2 separate regions of the Danio rerio genome follow, and region 1 is linked to region 2. The links are chromatin contacts, called in public Micro-C maps. All regions are on one chromosome and are shown on one strand. The core of a region is the stretch at or near the end of the contact, and the rest is flanking DNA. Distances in the headings are between cores, read along the strand shown.

The links. A called contact is a pair of places that touch in the nucleus more often than the background predicts.
Region 1: a contact with region 2 is called in a Micro-C map of caudal fin, with 12 times the contacts expected there. The contact joins the promoter of ypel1 here to the promoter of ppil2 in region 2. A contact is called at or near these places in 9 of 18 Hi-C or Micro-C datasets (caudal fin, embryo, hematopoietic stem cells and 2 more) and 3 of 4 datasets of contacts at active chromatin or transcription factors (caudal fin, embryo and gastrula embryo).

The regions. Positions count from the first base shown.
Region 1 is chr5:13,771,259-13,773,958 of GRCz12tu, reverse strand. It overlaps ypel1 (yippee-like 1), which reads left to right and starts at 1,318. Exons shown (of 5, transcript NM_001003780.1): 1 at 1,318-1,570.
Region 2 is chr5:13,584,813-13,587,512 of GRCz12tu, reverse strand. ppil2 (peptidylprolyl isomerase (cyclophilin)-like 2) reads right to left here and starts at 1,450. Exons shown (of 20, transcript NM_200991.2): 1 at 1,311-1,450; 2 at 956-1,005. The coding sequence starts at 1,342.

The sequences.
Region 1 (2,700 bases), core at 69-2,568, 190 kb before region 2:
CCACTGTGGCGAATCTGGATTAATAAAGGGACTAAGCTCTAAAGAAAATGATTGAATGAATGAAAAAGCTTAATTTCTCCCATCACGAAAACAGAAAGTGTCCCTCCATATATCATTATATGTGTCAATAAAGGTAATAATGTTGTGAATAATGTACAGTTACTTTCACAGACTTAACATTTAGTTTCATAAGAGCTTGGTGCATCAGCAGGAGCCACATGTATTAATTTTGTTATGCCTTTATATGTTTTTTTTTGTTAACTCTAAAATTGCTTTTAGCCTATGACTTGCATTGTAACAATTACCACAGTCTACAGTTTCAGCTAAAAAATCTTTCCAGTACGGATGAGTATACTAACAGCAGATTTCCATTTTTGGGTGAACAATCCCTTTAAGTAGCCAATGCTGCTTTGTAATCACCCTGTCTTAAAGTGTTGACATGATTTGCATGTTTTCCATGTTGTCTTAGTGGGTGTAGGAATCACTGACATGATAGGGCTGAAAGTAGCTAATTATAATAATAACTACAGACCAGGCATGAAATGAAAACCGGTTTCAAGGTTTACCCGGGTTTGGAATAGTAAAGGTTTTCAAACCGCTAAAATTTTATGTTATACCATTCCTAAGGTATATTTAAGGGTTTTTATTGTGTTGTTAAGCAATCTGTGTTTTAGAAACAAATGAACATAGCAGACGTCAATGATTCATTTGAATAATTTAGCCTGGCATGTTTACAGTACCCAAATATCATGTTTCCTAAAATAAAATGTATTGGGTTCAATGAGGGGGAAAACGTTTTTTTTTTTTACCCAGATATTTAAACAGCTTGTTTTAGATGATACAGTGATACCGTGATATTTTATCCAAGTTTATCTAACCGTCAGAAACTAATGCCAGCCCATGCCTGCTACAGACATTGTTATTTAGAGGACTAAACCGATTCCTTCCACTACTAAATCTGCTTAATTTTTTCTTTTATATATATATATATATATATATATATATATATATATATATATATATATATATATATATATATATATATATATATATATATATATATGTATATATGTATATGTATATATGTATATGTATATGTATATATATGTATATGTATGTATAAACATTTTATATATATATTAGGAATACAGCTCTCCTTTTGTTGAGGACGTAATGCAAGACAAAATCAGTCATTTTCTCAGTCTATGCAATTGCACTGTATTTATTTACACATCCGGGATAATTTTAGCATGGCTGGTAGCCACGCCCCCGCGGCGCATCTATTGGATGCTTTACACGCCAGTAATGCGACGCTCCGCCCATCTCAAAAGCAGCAAGTCCATCACAAACACAAAGAGTGCAACAAAGACTAGAGAAATGCACAGCCTAACCGACATACAGAACTATCAGATAGTCTCAGTTTGAGGTCTCAGACGGAATCTGCACCGAGACAAGACAACAGAAACCAAAAAAAGGAAACAAAAACATCTCAAAGCATACTTCGGAGAAAATATTTAGCTTCCCTATAGAAAATCTATGCCAAACTTCGCATTGAGATCCAGTTCAGGGGGTGAGTGGATGCATGTATTTCAGCCTATTGTATTGATATATTATACATTTGAAAGCGTGAATATTGGTTTATGATGCTTGTTATTGCGTTTACACCAGCTCAGAACCATTCGTGTGTAAATCTCTCGTGTGTCAGTGGAAGAAATGTGGAGCTGGACGCATGCACGCGCTTTTAAAGTTAATCGTTCGGAATAAAAACATCAGTATGGCATTTCGCTTGCCAGTTTGCTGTTGTATTTGCAGGTATCAGGGCTCGATTTCTGTCTCTGTGTCACTCTGCGCTTCCTGGTTTTGTCACAAAAGCACGAGCCTTTGTTTTGTATCCACGTTGGTCGCATAGTTTCTTTGTTGTTTTCTCTAAAGATCCCGCTGACAACAATCAATTTGCACCTTTTGTATCTGGTGACCCATTGTCGACGCGTTGAATTGCTTTTATGAACATCTCCTTTGAGTTGTTTGTCACTTTTCATGGATGTTAAAACAAAACAGACTGCTTATTAGGGAAAGGTTGCAGCACAATAACAAATGAAAGCAGCGTAATAAATAGTGTATATGAGCTGTTGAATGGCTAGATTTGCTATAGCTATTATTGTTTTTCTTAAGCCATATAATGCTCATGATTAGCCTTATCCTCTCAGGTTAACACGCGCTCATGAGCCTCCTTTGTTTGCCTGCTGTTGACTTCCTTTAGATTGAGTTAGATCGGGGTTTTATGTCACGACATCAACGCTTGTATTTTTGTTCCAGCTGATTTAAGCAGCTGCCGATCATATTGAACAGTTATAAACAAATATTTAATATCAACAGTTATAGACACATTGTCCACTGTGTCTGTAGTCAATTGTTTTTGTATATTTGTGCGGTTTACAGTTAAATTATCTTCATAGCAGCACGTTTGGCATGCATTATAAGTGTATTCATGCAGTGCTCTTAGCGAAAACACGTTAAATATAGCCACCCTCGACTTTTTTACGATAACATTTGTGTTGTAAGATTAAATGTTGCTAATGACGTCGCTTATAACGAGCTTTCCGTGCGTATATTAACATACTTATAGATTTGTAAGCAAGAAAACTCACATATTGGACATCTAATGCTATAATGTTTACAGGTAAACAAGTTTTCAATTCC
Region 2 (2,700 bases), core at 201-2,700:
TATCCACGTCTTAGAAAATACAGCCAATAATCTTGGTGCATTTAAACAAAATATTTTTATCCATTAAAATAAAAGTTTGGATACCTAGTGCCTTTAACAATAAAAAGATAATATATTTAAATTCAAACAAGTTATTGCAATATATATATATTTATACAACAGTTGTCTGGTTCTTGAATCTGATTGGCTAATAGCCGTGATATATTTAAGTAATTTCAGCACCAGTAAAGCCTCTTTACCTCTTTTTTTTGTGTATTACTCCGCCCACATACAACCAGCAAAAAAGCAGACACTACAGATCTAAAGTTTAAAAGATGCTTGCTCAGCTGTTTAGCTATCAGCTTATGATTTGAATCCAAGGTGGAAGAAAGTAGTTCCTCATACAAAAGGGTTTTTGAGAATCTCCATGTTTGATTTTGTTTTTATATACACAATTATGCCGTTAAACTGTTGTATAAACGCAATATCACACTCGTAGCAGTGCGATATGGCTGTATATCGGCACTGGCGGGGGCACTAAGGCACTCGGCCTCATGCCAACGCACATCTCCCACCAGATATACAGCCATATCACACTGCTATATATATATATATATATATATATATATATATATATATATATATATATATATATATATATATATATATATATATAGACCCACTAGAAAAATGACAACTGTTTTGTGTTTTATTATTTTTTTATTGAATAATTTTCCCAAACATAATTGTTACTGACTATATGCATAAATATATTTACGCTAAATGATATAACACTATTTCTATTTCACCAATATGTGAAATTATATTCAAATAGACACTTTTCTTGCATTTCAAATGTTTTCTATGTAACTTATAAGTTATATTTAATTTGATAAAGAAACAAAAATGGTACGTCCTACAGTCCCAAAAGCTTGACATGACTTGAAGTAACGTTACATCAGGTTAACGCAAATACCTGCTTTCTTCCCTCCATAAAACTGGGTGTATTCTGTAGATGTAATGTACCTGAAAAACAGAGTATTGAATAAATCATTTGAAAGCTGTATAAAGAGTATAACGTCGTCATTTACATATTTGCATTCTTTAGATAATTCATGTTACGTCGCTGAATCTAATACATGAACATTAATCAAAATGCCGTCGTTGCAGCTGAATGAAGAACGACTTACTGTCCCAAAATTAAAATTAAAACATTACAAACCCTAAATAATACAAACAACGCAAACAGTTAAAGAAGCGTACTCAGTTTTCAGTGAAATAATAAAATTCAACCGTTAGCAAACGTGTCATATTTCACTCCAGCAACTCACATCTTGTCTTTTTGATGCTGTCTTTTCCCCATTTTTGCGACCTAAGCGGTGGTGCTAAATAAAAGAATTAAAATTCAGGAGTTTATAAACAAGCAACACAAACGCACGACTGTTTAAATACTCTACTTCCGGTGTGTCCTAGGCGCGACCGGTAAATGCAACCGACCTAAAACAACAAAATGTTTTTTGGTCCTCTTCGGTTTTGACTGAGATACTGTTCATAAAATTCGTTTTTTAATTACTGTAAATTATGTCTATGCTCAACTTGGGATGTCTGAATAATACTCAATAATGAGGGGGATATTTAAAGTGTTTGATGTTTGTTGATCACAAAATAAAAAAAACATGAAACCTATGAATTCATTCATTCATTCATTTTCTTTTCGGCTTAACTTAGTCCCTTTATTAATCAGGGGTCACCACAACGGAATGACCCGCTAACTTAACCAGCATATGTTTACGTATGTTGTATCCTTTCAGCTGCAACCCAGTACTGGCAAACATCCATACACACTCATTCACACACACTCACACTGCGGCCAATTTAGTTTATTCAATTCACCTATAGCTATGTCTTTGGACTGTGGGGGAAACCGGAGCACCTGGAGGAAACCCACACCAACATGAGGAGTACATGCAAATGCCACAAACGTCAACTCGAACCAGCGACCCTTTTGCTGTGATGCAACAGAGCTACCAACTGCGCCACCGCGCGGCCTACATATAAACTAATTCATTTCATCTATCCCGTGAAACAAGTTGTTAAAAACGTTTTAGACATGCAATCTGCATGTTCTTTTTGTGAATTAGAGGAATTGCTGAAACACCTGAATACTCATTGAATGCACATATTCCCAAATGTTTTGGTTTGATGTTAAATATGTTATATTTAAACGTACAAAATTAAAAATGCAGTTTTCTTGTAAAGATGTTTTTGACATACAATAATAATAATAAAACTTTGGAGCAAATTTTGTTTATTAATTTAATGATTATACAGTGCTCAACATATAGGCTACACCCCTCACAAATCACTCTATTAAATTCATATTTTTAATAGGAAGCTATATAATATTATATTTGTGCATATACATTAGATTAGTCAGTACTGAAGCCAAATCTGGAGCTTATCTAAATAACTTATGATGACGGTCAAAAAACCGAGTACAGTCAAATGTATATGTTAGAGAAAAATATTAAATATAAGTTTAAAAAAGAGGAAAAATCAAGAGAAGCAAAAAAATAAAATGAAAAATTTAGTTGAAATTTTGTAAGTTGTACATTTTTCACAATATTTTGCTTGAATTTAATTGTATTATTTTTCAATTTTTAAATATGTTTGGTGACCAAAATATTTTTTTAATAAATATATCTGTTTAATAACTCTGTT